Linked DNA regions of Mus musculus: region 2 is linked to region 1. Evidence: chromatin contacts called from public Hi-C data. All regions are on one chromosome and are shown on one strand. The core of a region is the stretch at or near the end of the contact, and the rest is flanking DNA. Distances in the headings are between cores, read along the strand shown. Region 1 overlaps Myt1l (myelin transcription factor 1-like). Region 2 overlaps Sntg2 (syntrophin, gamma 2).

Region 1 (5,544 bases), core at 1,675-4,174:
ATGTGGAAATAAGAAATGGAAGAAGAAGGAAAACAAGAACACATGCTGACATTCTCCCACACCCACATGCCTCGGAGGGTGTTGAGGTAAAGGCCAGCTGAAACTCTACCAGGGCAGGTGGGCTCTTGAAGGCTGGGCCACGTGCTTCCTGCACCCTTGCAAAACGAGAGCAGAGAACTTTGGGAACAAGTGCTCTGTAGGCTGCAGACAGGCAATTTCTACAGAAAGCAGGTCCAAGAGTTACAGTGGAGAGGCCCTACCTCCTTCTTGGCCTCAGATTCCAGCTGACCACTCCTATGAATCTGCAGTCTGCCAAGTCCAGTTCTCAGGAAAAGGAGCCTGGCTCCCCACTAGAGCCAGCAGCCAGGCAAAAAATGCTGATGGTCACTGGCACCTATTAGAGGTAACCAGAGCCAAGCACCACAGCCAGTTAAGGAGAGTGCTCCAGTTCTTGACAGAAGCTGAAGCAAACCAACCCAGAAAGGAGAGGGGAATAGAAAACAAATAAACCAACCACACAACACCCAGAAATACCATGGAAGCAAGAGAAATCTTGTTAAGCTTATCATTTGTCATCAGGCAGGAAAGATGGAAAGGGTATTAAAGTCTATTATATTTATAACCCAAGGGGACAGAGAGTAGATTTATCTTTAAGACCTAAGTACAAAGGAAGGATTACGTGTAAAGTTAAGATGCCAAATTGAAGGCATAAATTGTAAAGAGATAACAAAATGGCATAACTATATTTCAGAAGAATGAATGGTTCCAGAGCGTTAGTAAAAACCACTAAAGAGTTCCTGGGGAAGGGACTATAAAAAAACCAGAAATCTGAGAAAATGAAAGAAAGAATATTACCAAAGAAAGCAAGCAAAAAAAGTTCACAGGGTGGAGATCCTGAGCATGTCAAGGGAAGACCTTGTTGAGAAACCAGGAAGTGACTAAAGCTCCCTCATGCTTTCTCCGAGAAATCCTCCCCTAGGAGATACGGATGGGACCCAGGCAAGAAAGGGTTCCTGCACCTGTGATGGGAAGCTTGGTACAGTCATCCAGGCTACTGACCCTGCAGCCTCAGGCTAAGTTCTCTCCCTGGGAACCTGTCTTTTCTCAAAGTCTGCCAGCAAACTTGTCCCTCACCTCTGCTGAAATCAACAGAGGTAGATATTGGTCACTCTAGATATCCTCACAATGACACATAGTGTTAGATTAAACAATAAACCATTAGAAATTGCAACCTTTCCAAGCTGAAATCCAGGAAGAGGGGAGGGCGGAGGGGAGGGGAGGGGAGGGGAGGAGAGGAAGGCCTGGGAAATTAGAAACAGTGGAGTGTCTGTTTCTGAAGCCTCGGGAATTCTCTCCTGTACCCACTGAACGACCCCAGCCCTGTTGTCCCCCAAGCCTGCTCCCCTGTACCTGCAACCACTGCTCTCTAGGCCTCTTCCATAGCCCTTCCAGGTGCTCTCCTTGATAGTGGCAGCTTTACAAGCATCAGAGCACTGTCCTCAACTCCAGTGCCCTCAGCGGATAACTCATGTCTCCAGCCATCAGCCTCTGCCTATCACTCTAATACTGGCCATACCCAAACTCAAGACTACCCAGTTCCACCTCCTCTATACCTGCCCTTACTCAGCAATTAAATACTATAAGACCAATAGCTGCCAGAGTTTCTATCTCTGTTTGAACAAAGGTGTTAGATCCCAAGTGAGGGAGACAGTGGTCAGCCACGTCTGGAGTCCAGATCTTCTAGGAACCCTGCCAAAATCATCTCTCACTCAGGGAGCATGTGGACAGCTACAGAGGACAGAGGACTCAAGCTGGTGCTCAGCACGTGCTGGAGCACAGCATCTTGGACGGGCTGTCAGCCACTACTGCTGCTCTCTATAGGGCCTCCTTTTGTCCGGAGAGTGCTGTTTCACTCAGAACCGCTCCATGGTCTGCTACTGTCAGGTGAATAGATGGGGATGTGAAATTCGACAACCATACCAGACTTTTTTCTTAAGACTGGGCATCTCTGTAGCCCAGGCTGATCTTGAGGCCTGCTTCATGTGTGACTATGCCCAACTCCTAGCAAGGTTCTAGACACTCTGATGGTGTTTCTATGATCACTGTTGCTCAGTAACTCCACCAGTGACCTCTTAGATGAACACCAGTCTCTTTAGTGTCCCCAAGTTTTGGAAGGAGTATTTGTTTATGAGACTGAGGAGGCTGGCAGGGTTTCCATAGACTGAAAAGGCTAAGCCACTTAGGGAGCAAGAACCTGCATCTGGGTGGATGATCACACAGCAATGTTATATAACATGCAAAATGGTAAAGGCTCGTGGAAGAGAGATGTCTCACACAGACAATGGATGCTGGCCCCATCTCTGGAAGCCTCTAGAAGTCTGAATCTAGGAAAACCTGGTTTTGCTGAGCAAACCCTCGTCTTGCATGTTTCCCTGGGCTTTCTTCCAGATCTCGTGTTTGCTCCTCATGATCATGTCCTGCCCACTTTCATCATACACACCCTTGGAAGTTTAGCTCTCCATGTGCAGCTGAAGGTTCTCCAGGAAACTAATGGCCTGATAAAGACTGGGGACCTTCTTTCCCCCTTGTGCAGCCACTGAAATCCTTGCTGTGTCCTTAAATGATGTCTGGTGCCAGATGTGTGGGACCGCGGGCAAGGAGGAATGGGGAAATGGGCATTGAGTATGGGTTCCCCAGAATTTCTCAATACTGAAACTACAAATCAAAGCCCAGAAGCCACCTGTCTTTACTAGAAAGAGCTTCCACAGCAGACTGTGTGAGCTCCTTTGCTTGGAACTTACCTTCTGTGGCATGGAGGCTGCCTATGTGTTCCTTCCCTGAAGCTGATGGGTATGGATCCCTCAGTATCTCAAGGTCAGTCTGGCCCACTGCTAGGCAAAGAGGAGACTGAGCGAGTAACCAGCAGATGGCAGCATGTCTGCAAGGAATCAGTCACTACCCAGAGGTCTGAGCTAAGATCAGGGCTCAATTCCAAGTTTGACCCATAAGGAGTTGCACTCATAGGTTTGGAATGACAGGAACTGAATGAGCTATTTGAGCAGGATGCAGCATTCTTTGGGTCTATTTCCTGATACAGTTTCCCAAACTCCCACCCAGGCTTCACCTCCTTAAGTAACGCTGTTATTTACCCTTCCCGTCAGGTGGATTTATTCACTGAAGACAGAGAAGCAACATAAAATTGTTATTTCTAGGACTTCTGCTCAGTTCAATGTGAGACGGCAGTTTTTATTTGCCTTTTGTTTCCCCTTACAACTGTACAAAGGAAGAGTTTTGGAATTCTGGGCAGTGAATACCTGAGACCTAGACTGAGGCCGTGTAGCCCAGAATGCATCTGGCTTTCTCCTAAGAACTACAAAGAGTTAAGAAGGCTGGAGCTCTACTTCAGGGGTCCTTGAACCAGCTGCTGATAGACAGAGCCGCTGGGCAGCACTTAATATCTGTTGTGGTGAAGCAGTGTAGGTCAGACCCGGGAACTCACTAGAAAGGGGTTCTATAATCCTCATCGGAGAGAAAACAGGTAAAACTGGAGACATTCTCATGAGTGGAATCCAGATCAGACATTATGAAAGCACAATCTTGAGGGAGAAATGTCATCTGGTGTCATTTTTCCCCATCATTGACTACATGCAATTTTACCAAAGTCTGCAAAAGCACTCTTGAGATCCCTGGTGTGGTGTGCTCTTGGTCTAGAAAGAGCCTGAGATGCATAGGTGTGATGTCTGGGGATGTGATCCCTGAGCTGCAGGTATTCTTGGGTTGAGAGCAGCAACCTGAGCTGGGTGGAGACTGTGCTGGCTGGAGGCTTCCTGAAGCACATGCTTCTATTTAATAGATAATGAGGTGAGAAAAGTTGGGTGCTCAATACACAGTGCTGGAGCAGAAATATAAGACCTGAGAGTATCATGGGTAAATGAAGAAATGCAGAGCGGAGACACCAGTGTGCAGACCTTAAGCTGACAGTGTGGACATTTAGGAACCATGGGTCTTGAGCTGAAGAAGTGATCTGGGGTCCCAGAAGCATTGCACAGGATGTGTATGGTTTGTTGGATTCAGCCCAAGTAAAGCCCTGCAGCTCCATTAAGGGACGGACACATGGGCCCCAGGGATGGTGACTGTGAAAAACAACATGTAGCTTAGGATCCTTCCTGTGGCAACAGCCCGGGTACAATGTGAGGAAGGGCGGCAGGCCTCTGGAACCCAGTCCTCCACATTCTGAAGCTCTCTGCCCAACTTCCCCACCTCTGAAAATCTGCCGCAAGAGTGGCCAGAGGCTTTCCTGGGAAAGGAATAGTGGCCATATTTTGGGGGATGCATTCTCTGTGGGGCTGGGCCAGGCCTGAGGCTGGAGCAAAGTGCTGTTCTGGGAAGCCCAGATCTGGGAATGTATGCAGGAGGCTCAACCAGCTCCCCATGCCCACAGTCATGCCCAACTTGCCCTGGGAATGGAGGTGAGTCCAGGTATACCCTCTTCGGAAAACAGCAGTCCAGAAGCTCCCATTTCAGTTACCTGACTAGCACAGGCAACTGAGCAATGTGCAGAAGCTCCTGCAGTCATTACATGTGATACCCAGTCCTAACCTGACCTCAGCTCTCCATTCACGAGTAAACTAGTCCAGATCTATACAACACATGCCCCTTGCTGGATCCTAGCTGACAGCTAACAGAGATCCTACAGACCATACTATGGCAGAGGACTCTTGTCCCTGGGATATTATGCATATTACATTGGCACACCAAATATTACATGTATATTGTGAGCAAAGCTGTAAACAACACCCTACCCCAGCAATTCGGCTCATGTCTGAGCTCAGCATGATTATATACAGAAATGATGCTGATAATGTGAATTTGAGCAAGAAGCTACTACAGAGCCTGGCTGTAGGAGACTTCTGTTATTTCAGAGTGAGATCCTTCTAATTGTACAAAGAAAATCTGACGGTAAAGCAGTTGTGGCATCCCATGACAATGGCCTCACTATCTCATGTTTGCACAAGTACAACATGGTACACTTGCTTGTACAGATCACCTCTGTTGCATTTAGCAAAGCATACGAAGGGGCCATGGGAATAGGACTGTCTGTTCCATGTGAAGCCCCAGCAGCAGGGAAGGCTGTGTGGAGGTGGGTTTTCAGGAGCAAAACATGCCAAAAGCAGTCTCCTGCCTTCATGTCTCCTGGTAGCTGCAGGCAGCCTCCCAAGAGGGGGAACTCTGGGCAATGGACTTAGTCTGGGTTTATTTCCAGGGGGAGAGAAGTGTGCTTTGTTTTGTTTCCCAAGCGGTCTCATATAGCCACAGATGGCCTTGAACCCTTTTTGTAACTGAGACTTTTCTTGAATTCGTAATTCTTCTGCATCTACCTCCCAAGGGTATAGCATAGGCATGTGTCAATGTACCCATGCCCACATGAGAAGGTTTTACTCCGGGGAAGGGGTCAAGGCTGTGGAGGTGAAAACTTGGGTCACACCTGGGTAAATTGGGGGTGCAGAGAAAGGGGAATGCTAGCATTCAGCTTGCTTCCTCCTT
Region 2 (5,532 bases), core at 473-2,972, 300 kb after region 1:
ACATTTAAAAAATACACAAGCAGCTTAAACATTTGAATGTTACCTAAAGGGAGAATTTTTATGACACATGTTTGGAGTTGTTCAAGATATATAGGCTATAAGAATGACTTGCTGAATAGCTTTAGATCTGCTGGTTAAAGTATGGATAAAAGTTACACACAGAACACTGGCAGGCTGGGCAGAGAACTGCCTTATCTCAAGGGAAGCTGCAGCCTGGCATACAACGGCCCACAAAACAATGCTTCATGGTTGTCTGTGGCAGAGGACACCTAAGAAAGCTCTGTGAATAAATTACTGTGCTCAGGAGAGATGTACTAAGTGCCGCCCACTACAAATGCCCAGACTTTAGAACAAGTTTGCAGAGCATTTTAGAACATATTATATGAAAAGGTCAGAGTGGCCTTAATAATAGCTCAAAGTATATGGCTGTGAAGGTCAGCGTTGGAACAAAAGAAAAGGCAGCAGCAAAGAAGAACCAGTGTTTAAGAAAAACCTCAAAAACCTCAAGCACAGAATCACCTGGAACTTTTTTTTTTTTCCCCCAAGACAAAAACCAAATGAAAAGACTAGTGATCAAAAATGCCTTCTCAACTTTGTTCTGGAGAAAGAGCCTTGTTGTGTAGACACGGTGCAGAGTTAGCCCCGTGCAATGGCTCGCGTCCAAGGACGAGACTATGTGAGAAGAATGAACAGTCTGTCGGGTTTAGTGTGGCTTGCCTGCAATGCTGTTTTTTAGGAGGCTGAGGCAGGAAGACTGTTAGCTTGGGCTAGCTTAGCCCATACAGCCAGACTCCGTCTAAGACAACAATAAACATGAGGATGTTAGTGATGGTTATGATAGAGACATCAACACAAGCAACTTGGAAAAGTCCTGGGCTCACACACAGAAAAGCAAGGAGCAGGTCTGATCACATCCCTTGTCAAGCTTGTTTGTATTTGAGGAGGATGTGGTGTGTAGTGTCCTTTCTGGTGCTGTTTTTCTGCCTCTCCCTAGTTGTGTGTGTGTGTGTGTGTGTGTGTGTGTGTGTGTGTGTGTGTGGTGTTTGTATATGTATGCTTGTATGAATGCATATGTTTGTTTTTATGTATGTATGTATGTATGTATGTATGTATATATGTATGTATGCTTCTGCTTTCCCCTCTCCCTTCTCTTCCCTCCCCTCCCCTCCCCTCTCCTCCTCTCCCCTTCCCTTCCTTCCCTTTTGATTCTGAGTAACTGTTTTCAGTTCTTTCCTAAATATTTGGTAGACTTCTCCAATGGAAGCGCCTGGTCCAGATCTCTCTTTCTTGGGGAAGATGATCTGCTTCACCTTGATGGCGTCCTTGATTTTTGTCACCTACTCTATGTATTTGGAGCTCCACAGGCCATGTCTACAAGAAGTCTGCCATGGTCTTTTTCTTTCCCTGTTCTGTTCTTTCCTCTCGTTCCTTCTTATGAGCCTTTGTACAGGCTTGTCAACGTTAATGAGATTTATAGAGAGCCAGCTTTGTGATTGGCCTGAATACTTCTCTGACACGTTAATGATACAATGTTTCCAAGTATTTGAGCATGCTCCTGCTATCTTTCAGTTACTGATTACTGTTCCCCATTTGGTTGGAGAGCACAATGTAAATGGCTTCAGTTCTTATCAGTTTTCTGTGGTTACTTCATAGTCTGGGTATGGTTGATGTTGGTGTAAGTCCCACAACCCTTCAAAATAACCTCCAGTCAGCTACTGTGCAACAGGATGCTCCACTAGGGCTTCTTGCCCTTTGCTGTTGCTTTGTTTCCTTTGGCTCCATCAGCTTTTACTTTGTATATTTTGCAGTTCCGTGTCTGGTGAGCATACATATGTTGCCAAGTCTCCTTGGTCAGGGAGTTGGCTGCTCATCCTCCCACAATTCCTCCTGCTGTAGCATTCTTTGCTTTGAAGTCTACTTGATTTGATGACCCTCGTTTTCCTTTGACCTAAGCTGCATGGTGATATTTGAGGCAGCCTCTCTAGACATCCTATGGTTGGGTGGTACTTGCTGTCTGTGTAAGTTATTTATTTATTTGTACACAGCTTTTAATTGATGAGATTTGTGATGCCTCAGTTTCTGCCTGTAATTTCCTATCTCCTGTTTGCTTCCTTTCTGCTTCATGCCATGTTAAGAAATGTTAGCAATCTGTTTTTATTTGTCTGAAGGGTTTTCACCCCAGAGCCTCATGTCCTGTGTCCACATGGTCTCCCCTCCCTACTCACTTGGTTTAAGCATTTTCACTATGTACATGTGGACTCAGACTGGACAGTTGGTACGACTTTTGCTTCAACCACAACGTGTGAAGATCTCTGCCCTTCTCTTCGCTCTTCCCCAACATTCTGGGTCCACACTCTGGTTTTGTCTTTTCTGTTTAGAGACATTCTCTATCTAGTCCTTTTAGGAATGTCTGCCAGGGACAATTCATCTTCATTCCTCCTTGATTAGGAAATGGCTGGAAAGGCATTTTTAATCTTTGAAAGATATTTTCAATAGCTCTGGGATCTGTAAGACAATGCTTTTGTCCTGGCACTAAAATTTTGGGACCCTTCTGTCTGCCATCATTCTTTTTTTATGAGAAAATTCATGTAATCTCAATTATTTTACTCTGCAATCTTCTATTCTTTCTGGCCAATTTCAAGATACTTTCATTTTTTTATCTGGTTTTCTGGGTTTGATCACGGCAGGCCTCATTGGTGTAGGCTTTGTGTGGCGTTCCTCTTTAGAGTCTGTTCACCCCTTAAATGCGCAGGCTTCTATCTTTGGAAGTTTGGGCCACAGTTTCTTTGAGTATATTTGTCTTTCCTGCTCTCTTCTCTTAGGTCTCTGGTCACAGGCATCATGCCTCAGTCTGTGCCCTGAGTTTGCCTTTGCTCCAATCTGTGCTCTCTCTGTTACTCGTATAGGTGGTTTTGTCAGCTTGGATTTGGCTCCAGCCCCTCCCTCTGCCCTTATCTTACCTCATTGGTTGAGCTTTTAATTCAGTCACAATAATTCCCACATTGACATTTTCTATTTTCTTCTTTCTCTCCCCTGGCGTGTTAGATCTCTTTGTGCTTATGATATTTTTATTTGTTAGAATATATTCATACTTGCTTTTTGAAGCATACATTTTTTAAAGCCACAGCTGCCCTCAAACCTTTCCCAAAATAAGTTTAACATTTCTGAATTTCAATGTTGGCACCTGAGGACTGTCTAGCAAGTCTCTGCGATGTTCCTAGGTCTTGGCACGACAGGTGGTTTTCTTTTGCAGTCTGGGGAGTTTTGTATTATGAGATGTCGGATCTTAGGCAAATGTTCTGCTTGAACCAGTTCCTCGATAGATATTGTCTCAGCAGGGGAGAGGGTGTCAGGTGTGCTAGACACCCAACCCCCCTCTTGGCTTCTACGGATGGTCTGGATTCCTTGTTCACCCTTGACGAAGACAAAAATCCTGGCCAGCCACTTGTCTGCCGTGAGCCCACTGGGAAGGATGTTTGGGCTTTCCCATAGCTGGCAAAGGTATAAATCCTGGCTCAAGAAAATTCCCTACCTCAAAGTCAGAACCATAAAGCAGGCCCAGGGCCTCAAAACCCTGTGAACTATGGAATTTTAGTAAGCAAGCAAGACCCATCACGTGCCTGGATCCAGGGCTTGCAAAACAACCTGGCTTATCTCTCACCTTGCAATTTATTTAAAAAAAAGTAATGATGATGATGATGATGAAGAAACAATTTCTTGGCCTGCTAAAACTGGGCCCTTCCTGGCACTATTCTCCAGTACTGCCCAACCCACCGACTCTTAGACCCTGCATGGCACGTTCTTCTGTACCCTCAGATACTGAGCTGAAGGTTTCTGGTCACCAAACTTTTAGAGCAGTAAAGACTGCTGTAGCTATCTTACATTGAATAGTTGCTATGCAGAGGATTTCTGTTTACCAGGCTGTACCTTTAGCATTGGGCTTTTTTGAGTCTGCCTGTTGGCAGTTCCTGGGTTTCCTGGTCATGGCTTCTTCAGTTCCACGTCTGAGAACGTGAGGCAGAAGGGAACCCAGGAATCACCCACTTGGTTCTTTCTGTCCCAAGGCCTCTGACTAGTTCATTTCTACCATGGTTTGGGTGTAACTGTTCCTGGGATAGATGGATGCACTGAGTAGTGGTCCCTAGGTGGTGGCCCTATTTTGGGAGGGTACAGAAACTTCAGGAGGTAGGACCTAGCTGGTCACTAGAGGTGACTCTTTAGAGGATATTTTGTCCTTGTCATTTCCTGTTCCTCTCTCTGCTTTGTGGATGCCACAAACTGAGCAGCTTTGTCTACAGATCCCCCCCCCCCACCCGCCGCTCCCCCGACCATGATATCCTGCCTTATAACTGGCCAGGAAGAAGTGATCATAAACTGAAGTTCCTGAAACAAAGAGGTAAAGAACATTTCCCTTCCATGGCTCTGTTAGGTGTTCTGTGGTAGTTACACAGAAATGACCAATGGTTTCCTGGTTTCCTGCTCTCAGAGCTACCCTGTACATTATGTGTAATATCAAGGGTTTTATCCTACTTAGTGGAAACAGAAATGGGGGCCCCATGCTACTCTTTAGAGGTAATAGCTCCATAAGGGTATTTGCAAAAATTTTATTTTTTGTTTTTGGTCACGACATGATGCAATGATTTAATAAAAACATTTAAAAACCATTTACTGCAATTGAACTTCCAGGGTAGGTTTTCTGTGACAATCCCTTGGATTCTCCTATATACAGTTCTTTCTAGAAGAGAGAGCAAGCACATGTCTACAGTGGCCACAGTGGTTCTGTCTACTGCAAGTCTACACAGGAGCACAGGAAGGCACACTGCAGCTGGGTGCATGGTGGGGTGTGGAGCCAGCGGGCTCTGCATGCTTCTGTCTGAGCTATCTATCTTCAGGGACCATCCCAACTTCTTCCACCTGTCCCTGAGAAGCGAACAAATCCTTTTCCCCTTCCACTTCTCAAGCATACACCTTACTTATTAGCTACAGTGAACGATGTACAGAGACCCTGTCACCTTCAGCAGGATAGGACAGACCCTGTCCTTACCAAATGCAGAGATTGGGTTTGGAGCTGGCCCATGTCTACAGACAGCTCACCCTTACTACGTATGGGTCACTTGTTAGGGCTGTGCATGGGAGCTTTTCCACCGACACCACATCACAGAGGAACTGAGGCCCAAGCTGAGCGCTATGAGAACTGCAGAGCTTGTGCCGCTCACTGTACAGAGCTGCAGGCTGCTTCTGCTAGCTTCTTTTGGCACAGTGTGCCTGTTGCTAATCAAGACTCCCAGGCCCTGGGAAGGCACAATCAGAAAGGTTCTGAATACCTACCTATGCTTTCATCTCCAAATGCCACTCCAGAAAATTACATGTGTGGTAGTAGCAGGAAAATCAAGATAATTAAGATTTAAAATAGCTCTTTGTACGATTGTGGGTTGTGAACTAAATCAGACTGTGCTAAAATGTAGTTTTAAATAGCACATTTTGGGTTCATTTTCACATATTAAAAAATATTCACACTCTGGTACCATTAAA

Evidence for each region. Hi-C and Micro-C count contacts between places; a contact is called where the count stands out from the background.
Region 2: a Hi-C map of cerebellum shows a contact between it and region 1, with 2.9 times the contacts expected there. The contact joins two enhancer-like sites. A contact is called at or near these places in 9 of 484 Hi-C or Micro-C datasets (cerebellum, cerebral cortex, cortical neurons and 5 more).

The regions. Positions count from the first base shown.
Region 1 is chr12:29,904,312-29,909,855 of GRCm38.p6, forward strand. All of the region lies in intron 21 of Myt1l (myelin transcription factor 1-like), which reads left to right. Among named protein-coding and RNA genes, the nearest start is that of Gm46346, 8.2 kb to the right of the region's middle. Within about 2 kb of position 2,925, at least 46 of the 459 cell types and tissues checked have an H3K27ac peak or open chromatin away from gene starts, as enhancers often do.
Region 2 is chr12:30,203,034-30,208,565 of GRCm38.p6, forward strand. All of the region lies in intron 14 of Sntg2 (syntrophin, gamma 2), which reads right to left. Among named protein-coding and RNA genes, the nearest start is that of Gm32084, 60 kb to the left of the region's middle. Within about 2 kb of position 1,723, at least 4 of the 459 cell types and tissues checked have an H3K27ac peak or open chromatin away from gene starts, as enhancers often do.